3 separate regions of the Mus musculus genome follow, and all the other regions are linked to region 1. A link is a contact called in public promoter capture Hi-C data. All regions are on one chromosome and are shown on one strand. Each heading gives the region's core, a stretch centred on a gene start, on an enhancer-like site or on the middle of the called end of the contact. The rest is flanking DNA. Distances are from core to core; before and after follow the strand shown.

Evidence for each region. Promoter capture Hi-C pulls out the DNA fragments that hold promoters and counts their contacts.
Region 2: a promoter capture Hi-C map of liver shows a contact between it and region 1. The contact joins the promoter of Serpina1e here to the promoter of Serpina3k in region 1. A contact is called at or near these places in 5 of 39 promoter capture datasets (the 3T3-L1 cell line, the SN4741 cell line, cranial neural crest and 2 more) and 2 of 9 other capture datasets (liver and macrophages).
Region 3: a contact with region 1 is called in a promoter capture Hi-C map of liver, with 5 times the contacts expected there. The contact joins the promoter of Serpina12 here to the promoter of Serpina3k in region 1. A contact is called at or near these places in 2 of 39 promoter capture datasets (both in liver), 3 of 484 Hi-C or Micro-C datasets (bone marrow-derived macrophages and liver), 1 of 115 datasets of contacts at active chromatin or transcription factors (liver) and 1 of 9 other capture datasets (macrophages).

Annotation. Positions count from the first base shown.
Region 1 is chr12:104,336,940-104,340,058 of GRCm38.p6, reverse strand. It overlaps Serpina3k (serine (or cysteine) peptidase inhibitor, clade A, member 3K), which reads right to left and starts at 1,573. Exons shown (of 5, transcript NM_011458.2): 1 at 1,514-1,573.
Region 2 is chr12:103,955,266-103,958,384 of GRCm38.p6, reverse strand. It overlaps Serpina1e (serine (or cysteine) peptidase inhibitor, clade A, member 1E), which reads left to right and starts at 1,488. Exons shown (of 5, transcript NM_009247.2): 1 at 1,488-1,528.
Region 3 is chr12:104,043,011-104,046,129 of GRCm38.p6, reverse strand. It overlaps Serpina12 (serine (or cysteine) peptidase inhibitor, clade A (alpha-1 antiproteinase, antitrypsin), member 12), which reads left to right and starts at 1,687. Exons shown (of 5, transcript NM_026535.2): 1 at 1,687-1,867.

The DNA of each region.
Region 1 (3,119 bases), core at 324-2,823:
TTCATTTGGTGCATGAAGCTAGGTGTTGGGGGGGGGGTTAGTTGTAAGGCAGTGGGAGAAATATCTGGTGCAGTGCAGAAATCCTTAACCCATGGGAACTAGCAGTGGAAGGACACACAGGGAAATGTTCTCTCGACTCTTTGTACCTCAGGAGGCTTGAAAAGCCTCCTGGCAGGAAGAAGAAAGAGTATCAGTATCAGTCTCTGATATCTGCGCCAGATTTCATGTTGGCTGTGTGATAGCAATCAAATGGGTAGACCTCTCTGTGCAGCTCAGTGAGGGGACCAGGTTACATTATTGTTAAGTGGCTGGCTTGTTGTTGGCATTGGGGGGTCATGGTAGGAAATGTCTAGGGGTCCATCTCCTCCATATACAACCAGCGTGAGGGCCACAGGCATCCTAATGAAGTATAGTTGAAAGCTTGCAATCAAGGCTATATACCTTTGGCCTCTGATCATTTATTCAGGTGTAAAGTTGAAGGTAGATGGTAAAGGAATGGGAGACAGAGGAAGGAGTGGAGAGAAGAGAGAGCGAAGAGGGGAAATGAGAGAGGAGGTAGGGAAAAGGAGAGAGGAGGATGAGTAGAGGGAAAAGAGGGAGTAGCAAGGAGAGGGGAGAGAAGAGAAAGGAGGGAGGAGAGAGGCGAGATCAGAGAGTAGAAGTTTGGAGAAAGTAAGGAGATAGAAATGGGAAAAAAGGGTGCAAGGAGATAGGAAGAGGGAGGAGAGGGGAGTAGGAAGAGGGAGATGGAGAGAAAGCAGGATGAAGTGAAGAGAATTAGGCTGGGAGAGAAGACAAAAGGAGCACACAGGGAGCTGGAGAAAGCAGAGAAGGGTGTGTTGGCACTAAACCACTTGTCCCCATTGCTGTGACATGCCTACAGAGGAGCCCAGAACCTCAACAACTTGTCTGCCTTTACTCTGTACTTTACTTTCACACTGATGCAACCATTTCTATGGAAAGGCACTCAACAGTATTTTGTCCCACAATTATTTTCAGAGAAAAGAGGTTGCTCAGTTGGTATGGCAAGAGACATGGCTCAGTGAATGGGCATTCTTTGGTTCGCTAGTTGAGGGTGAAACCTGTCTGCCAGGGGATCTGTGATCTAAGAAGGAAGTGGGGTCCCAACACCCACCCCCAGGCATTGCCTTTGTGATGTGAGCAAGACAGAAGTGTCGCCTCATCCAGAGTGACTGTGCAACAGTCCTGTCTCAGCCTAGCTATCACAGCAGCATGCCACGCAAGTTCTCAAAACTTCATCCCAGTAGAGTCAGAGGAGCAGCTTCCATTTATTGTCTATGAGCAGAGACCACAGCATCTGCATCTTCCTTTGGCAAGAGAAACAGACCAGAGAGAAGATTCTGTGAACCCAGAAATGTTCCCTGATTGTAGCCTAGTATCTCATCCAAAGCCCTTGCCTCAGCCACACACATGTTGTAGGCCATAGCTAGTACCATACAGTCCTGGGACAGTGCCTTTTCTGTCCCTGGAGTCAAGGAATCCCGGGCATTACCTGCAGAGCCTCTGTGATAGCTGACTCCTGATGTTCAGGGTTGTTGGCTTGCCTGGCATCTCCCCAGTGAACAGTGATGCCTATTTATTCCTCCCAAGGGCTCCTCCCTCCTCTTAGGAAATGTTGGCATGGACAAGTTGTGCCCTGTGTTCGGTTTACAATTCGTCAGACAAGAAGATTCCTGGTAATATGGATTTGTAGTCTCTATCAGAACTGCCTCCTGATGGGGCAATTCCCAACTCTTCTCTGTACAAGCCCATTGGATCTCCTGGGTATGTATTTTGTTTGTCAAATGTTTCAAAGACAATGTGGAAAGGGGAAGAAGTCAGAAGCAAAACCAGAATGCATGATCTCTACCCTACTGTACTGGCTAGTTTTGTGTCAACTTGACACAGCTGGAGTTATCACAGAGAAAGGAGCTTCAGTTGAGGAAATGCCTCAAGGAGATCCAACTCTAAGGCATTTTCTCAATTAGTGATCAAGGGGGAAAGGCCCCTTGTGGGTGGGACCATTTCTGGGCTGGGAGTCTTGGGTTCTATAAGAGTGCAAGCTGAGCAAGCCTGGGAAGCAAGCCAGTGTAGAACATCCCTCCATGGCCTATGCATCAGCTCCTGCTTCCTGACCTGCTTGAGTTCCAGTCTTGACTTCCTTTGGTGATGAACAGCAGTATGGAAGTGTAAGCTGAATAAACCCTTTTCTTGCCAACTTGCTTCTTGGTCATGATGTTTGTGCAGGAATAGAAACGCTGACTAAGACACCTACTTTTCACCAACGAGGGCTGCAGCTTTATAGTCTAAGTCATTTAAAAATGAACACTGAATACTAACTAAAAAAAATCAGTAGCCCTCCTTTATACAAATATTAAGTGGAAGAACTGAGAGCAAACATCCTGCACAATAGCCACAAGTAACATCAAATATCTTGGTTTAACTCCAACCAGGCAAGGAAACATCCTGCAGGACAAGAGGTTCTACTGTCTGAGGAAAGAAATTGAGGAAGATATTAGAATATGGCAAGATATCCATGCTCATGGATTGGTAGGATTAGCCTAGTAAAAATAGACATTCTAACAAGAGCAGTCTACTGATTCAGTGAAATTCCCATTAAAGTTCCAACACAATTCTTTACAGGCCTTGAAAGAGCATTTCTCAACTTCATATGGAAAAACAAAACACCCAGGATAGGTAAAAAAAATCTTGTATAATAAAAGAACTTCTATATCTGTACCACCATCCCTGGTTTCAAGCTGTACTACAGAGCAATAGTAATAAACCCCCATGGTATTGGCATGAAGACAGGCATGTTGATCAATGGAATAGAACTGAGTGATCTAGGAGAACCCATTGAGCAAAGCAAAGGTTTGGTTTGACTCACAGTTTCAAAGTCTACAGTTCAGGGTCTGCTGGCTCCAGTTCTGTTCTAGGTCTATTTCCAATGTCTGTGACTACCCAGTACCCAGTTCTTGCCTAACTCTTACCCTCCTCCAGGCCCTAGGCTCTGCCACCCACTGCCCTTTTCTGGATCAGCCTCCATCTGATACAGTGTTGGAGCCCAAACTCCTGTAGCTGCATGGGGCTTGTTGGTCAGAGCAGCTCCTCTCCCTCTA
Region 2 (3,119 bases), core at 239-2,738, 380 kb after region 1:
ACCCCCACCCAGTGTGACAAAGGAGCCCCAGTATTGATAAGAGCATCATTCCAAATAGCTGTCTAGATACCTTGAGCCCTAGGCTCCGAGTTTCCCTTGCTGTATGTAGTTCTTGCAGCAGCTTTGTGCCATCATAATCTGCATCTTAGAGGTGGAGACAGGGAGGCACCAGGAGGTGAAAAGGTTTGTCTGATGGGTTGAGGTCTAACCTCAGGCGCTGTAGGATCCTGTGGAACATCTATTAGGCTGAGTCCTAAGGTGGATCACAGGGGAGCCAGTGACTGGCAGAAGGTGGAAATGTGACCATCACTCATCCACCTCATTCTTGCTGTGCCCGGCCAAGGGCCAGGAGAGCAGGAGAGCTGGAACCAAGGAGGAGTGGGGTTGTGGGGGTGGGAATGTGAACTCACCACCTGTGCCCATCACAGGGCTGATGGGATATGATCGAGATTTTGAAGAGGATCATAGTATTGAGCCCATTTGCCTCAAACCTAACCTTCTCCAACCAAACCAGACAGACCTTCAAGAGCTGTGACCACCCTCTCCATGTCCCGGAGCAGAGAGACTGCTCCTTCCTAGTCTCCCCATCCCTAAGGAAAGTCCCCATCTAGAAGGAAAATCCGCATACTAGCTTCCTGGAATCAATGTGGAACAGGCCCAGCTCAGAGGAGGGGAGGGTGGGAGATGGGAAGGCTGGAAAGAACTTCTTAGACTGAGACAAAAGACTTACAATGCGCATGTTTTATTCAAGCTTCCTGTACCCTTAGCAACCATGATGGCTACCAATCTGCCATTCTGGAAATGTCTCTGGTTCAGAGAGGTCAATTAACCTTTCTAAGGGCAGCCCAGCTCTTCCTTACAGAGCTATTCTCTGCCCCCTAGCCTGTCCCCTGGCCACTGTGCACCAGCCTGTCAGGAATTTCCTGTCAGTCAGAGTCCATTCTCCTGCAAAGGAAACAAAGAATTCATATCTACACTCGCAAGGAGCAATCTCTTTGTTTTGGTCCTGTGTCTCCATTTGTCAGGTGGGCACATAACCTACTCTGAGCCCCTGGTGGAGGCAGTGAATCTTCTGCCCCAGGCATCTGGAAGCAGATGGCTCAGTAAATATTGACTTTGCTTACATGTGAGCAACCCAAGCATTGCCCAGGAGAGTACAGGACCAGCCAGCCATGTTGTGTCTTCCTAGAGGCAATGTGACTCAGGACACCAGACACACCTTGGACACCGGATGTTGTGTTTGTTGTGTTTATGAGGGATGGGTGTTCTAACTGCTTTGCTTAAGACTCCATTGATTTAGGACCAGAGAGAGCTGAGCTCTGTCCCGAACAGTGTGGGTGGTACCTCAGTGCCCAATCGATGGACATAGCCCCTCTCTGTTTGCTCTACCAATAACTGTGGTGACATTGGTTAATATTCACTAGCAAACTCCCCCATATCCCCCTTGGCTCCCACTGCTTAAATACAGACTAGGACAGGGCTCTGTCTCCTCAGCCTCGGTCACCACCCAGCTCTGAGACAGCAAGCTGTGAGTATATTTTTCCCAGGGGAAATATTGGAGGGGCCCCTGAGTCTCTGCACTTCCCAAGCAGGCAGCCCTTCTGGGAGCAGGGGTAATACAGGGATGATAAAGTCAATCACACCTGTGGCACCTAGGCCTCTTGTTGCCATGGGAACATCAATCCCTAAGCTCCCTTCTTGAACCTTGCTGCCCAGTAGATAGCTAGTATCTTCAGGTGACAGGAGACAAAGACGTGTAGGGGCCAAGGTGCAGCCACAGCCATTTCCATGTAGACAGTGCCCACCCTTTGCTAGTCTTTCCTGTATGCCCTTTTCCAGCCCTGCTCCCACCCCCTGCATCGTGGATAAGCAAGGTAAGACTAGAAGGACAGTGGGAGCTGTGGCTCTCCAGCCATACCCTAGATGCACATACTAGGACCTCAGCCTGTAGGTCACGGTGGCTGTCTCAAGCATAGTGGCCTGGGAGATCTGTGTGTGTGTGTGTGTGTGTGTGTGTGTGTGTGTGTGTGTGTGTGTGTGTGTGAGAGAGAGAGAGAGAGAGAGAGAGAGAGAGAGAGAGAGAGAGAGAGAGAGAGAGAGGAGAGAGAGAGAGAAAGAGAGACTTGGCTTGAGACAACTTCCTGAGTGAGCGTGCTAAGGTGTCCCATCTCTAAGCAAAGCACTCATGTAATATTTCAGCTCCACAGCCCCTCATGGAGGAGGCTACTGGCTTATTCCCATTTTACAGATGAGGAGATGAGGATAATAGTTTGTCCCAATCATACATAGCCTACCATTCAAACTGAGGCAGCTTCTCCAGACTTCAGGCTCCTGATTTTGCTGACTGAGACATCTTCCCCTCTGGGCTGTAGCCTTGGATAGCTTCTAACCTCGCTGCTCTATTAGGCAGAAGAGCTTCACCCATTCCCTCTGGCCAGCCTTGCTCTATGGAGATTGGTTTGGTTTATCATCCTGCTCTTTTGTAATGTAAGCAAGAGCGAGGCAGCCAGATTCCCAGGATACAAATATCCTGAAAAAGCCAGAGCTAATGATAGGTGCTTCTGGGAGCTCTGAACACTGGCTCTCTGAACCACTCACTTAATCTTCCTCAGGTAACTGACGTTCCAAAAGTAAGGGGTGTAGGGTCACACAGAGGAGCAACAATCCAGCCTTAGACCTGTCATTTTAGCACTAGTATAGAGTGGAGCCTCAGTAGCCGCCCTCTGCTATCTATTTCAAGTGTTCTGGCTTCAATTTTGTACATAGAAAAGGGCTAGAACCTAGAACTAAACTGTGTGAGATTGAACACCAGCTCTTTTTCCAGCTGGTTCTGTGGGGTTGAGAATGTGACTTAGCCTGTCTGGACCTCAGTTTTTCTCCCTATAAAATAGAACTAATGTGAAGGGAAAGTTAGATGAACTGGGTATAAAACACATTTTGTGAGCATGTCCAAAAGGACTGCAGTTATTGCTTGTGTTTGCACAGTACATGACTGCTATCGATCGGGCAGTGCACATGGGGGTGATGGGACAGGCACCTGACCCAGGCCTGGCATTGCCTAGCAGGAGACCATCTGTCTATGCTAGTTAATTGTGACTTTGTTCCTGCCACGCCCTGTT
Region 3 (3,119 bases), core at 438-2,937, 290 kb after region 1:
TCAGCACCTGACTCAGTCGCTCTCAGTCTCCACCTCTGCAGCCCCTGCCAAGGTGAGACCACCAGCGCTGGCCACGGGCTGTTGTCTATGGAGCCCAACTTCAGCATGTGCAGACTGTATGTTGCTTCTGATTCCAGCATACGTGTCCCCAGGCAGGCCTAGTCTCTGGGGGCGGGGGCTTGGCTGGCTCAGGGCTCTTCCTGCTGAGGGCTCCGAGTCCCAAGTTCCCTGTTACCCACAGCCTCAATGATTGGGGTCATGACCACAACAGTTCACAGCTAAACAATTTCTGGATAAACATTCTCTTGGATTGCCGCCTGCTCGCATGGAGATGAGAGTCACATCTTCCAGGGTCACAGAAGCTACTGGGAATCATCACTTTTGGGGAAAGGAATATCCAATGAGTCTGCTGTACACCGTAGCTCATTAGTAGAATTGAAAATTGACCTGTGGGGCTACTGCTTTTCCTAACCAGGACCACTGGTTTTGGAAGGTGCCGACATCATCTCGTCTGACTCTGGAAGTGAAAACAGTAGGAAGAAGAATTTTATTATTTTATTTTTAAACATCTATAATTTAACTCCCAAGGAATATGTAATCTGGGAAATGCAGAAAAACCAAAGAGGAACAAAGCCCAAGCATCATGTCATCAAATATGTGACAGAAACACAAAGTCACTTTCTGAAGTGACTCCAAACACTGGCACATCAGTTAGACTGATAGACTGATAGACTGTTAGACTTTCCTGTTAGACTTTGTCTCATTGCTGTGACAGGGAACCTGACAAGAACAGCTTAAGGAAGGAAGTGTTTATTCTGGCTCACAGTCTGAGGGTCCCATCCATGGTGAAAGAGCAGCCACAACAACGGGAGGCAGCTGCTTCCATGGAAACGGGAAGATGAACACTGGAGCCTCGTTCAGTCTCTCCTTTCCTTCAGTCTAGGACCTCAGTCCACTAAAGGCTTATGGTCCACACTTAGGGTGGATCTTCTCACCTGAATGAATCTAAAGCAATGCCCTGCACAGATCTGTTTCCATGGTGAGTCTACATCCCATCGACTTGACAGTCAAGATCAGCCATTGAGGTCTTTGGTTCGTCACTCCAACAGGAACGATGGACGGGTCTGTTTATCTGCTCATCCATTCTCAGACCACTCCTCTAAAGGATCGTCACGGGTCAGAGGTCAGAGCTGATGACTAACATGAAGCATAGCTAAATAAAGAGTGAAGGCGTCGGGCGGTGGTGTCGCATGCCTTTAATCCCAGCACTTGGGAGGCAGAGGCAGGCGGATTTCTGAGTTCGAGGCCAGCCTGGTCTACAAAGTGAGTTCGAGGACAGCCAGGGCTACACAGAGAAACCCTATCTTGAAAAAACAAAAACAAAAAACAAACAAACAAACAAACAAACAAAAGAGTGAAGGCAAAGATAAGGTGAAGGAATGACCCTCTACCCGAACGCTCTCATCCCTTAAAATGGAGGACAAAGGTGACTGAGGGGTTGACATTTCAATATCATCAAAGGCGGGTCCCCCTGTTGACTCTCCCAATCTCCAGACAGTGATTGAGAAACTTAAAAAAAAAAAAATAGAAAGAAAGTTGCAAAAGGTATGAGTGGCCTGCGTTGAGGTAGCTCCCGCCCAGGGGGCGTGGTCTGCACATATCTCCTTGCTGTGGTTAGGCTCCAGAGGTGGGAGATGAGGAGGATCCTTCAGGGGAAGTGGTGTGGCCACGGCTCCTGGAAGCCCATTGACTGACTCCAGCAGCTTCAATTGGCCACACTCTGCCTCTTCAGGAGGCCCTGGAGGTATAAATAATAAAACAAACCAGGCAGGCCCGTTTGGCCCTGTGGATGGCGCCTGGACCCACTGTGAGTATGCAACCCCTTCTGGAAAGATGTAGAGTTTCTAGTCTATAGCTCACGAGGACAACTCCAGGATAAAAGGCTGAAGGGCACTGTACTCTCTAGAAATGTGGAGGATTTCTAATGTGTGTAAGAGCAGCCCCTGGGGGTGTGCCGGGCAGGTACAGTGGGGGCTCGGTTCGTTTCCATGGATACTTACTTCTGAGAAATTTTTAGAAGAAAACTGCACAGGGTGGGGAAAGGGAGAGAAGGGAGCTCTTCAGAAGCAAGGCCGTCCTCGCTGCCCTCTGCTTGCCGCAGTTGGCCTCTGTGGCTGTTTGCTTCCTTCCAGTTGAGCTGCTGAGCCAGGAAGTATCTATCAACTTACAAGTTCATGGGGGAAAACTCTCTCTCTCTCTCTCTCTCTCTCTCTCTCTCTCTCTCTCTCTCTCTCAAGGTTTTAATATATAGCCCAGGCTACCCTTCTCTCTTGGCCTCCTGAGTGTTGTTGATATTACATTCAGCACTTAAAAACTATGTTTGAAAAGAATGCAAAGGAAATTCTGCAGGACAAATTAATAAGGAAAGCCATTCCGGCCTCTGTTCTCCAAGAAATGAGCGTTAGAGTTCTCTTGTGGGGCAGATGTCTTTCCATTTAGTTCTCAACTTGCTTTGAAAAATAATGTCATGTTCATTGCCTCTAGATAATTTTATCTTAAAACATCATCAGTCCCTTAAAACAGGTGAGTCCTAAAGTGTATCCAGGATGTCTTGGCTCCTCTCTTGAAGTACTTTGTTACATCTCTGGGAAGGGTCTTTGGAATCTCTCAGCTCCAGAGAGCTCTAGACAGATCCAAGTGTTGCATCCTGACAAACTCCAGGAAGGATCTGAGGGAAGCTGAGGCCCCAGAGAGCACAGGGTCCTTTGGGTATGGAAAGAAAGGTGCTTGATGTAGGCAGCCAACCTGGGATGTCCCCCACAGGACGGCGAGCTCTGTGGTTGCTTAAAGCTCAAGACAGCATGGGTGGAAACTCGTCAGAAGCAGCCATATGCATTGGTCTCACTGGCTGGAGAAGGGCTAGATGGCCAGTGGCTTTGTCAAGGAGGAAAGAGGTGGCACTGTTAGGAGAGAGGTGGACGTGGGACCTCCTCTTCCAAAGTGAATGAGTCTAAATCTCTGCCCAGAGAATAGATTGTCTTTACTCCATGTATTCTGGTTATTACTGACTTCTCTAGCCAACTGCTATTAACCAGAGAAGCATTGTGCAACCCCACCAG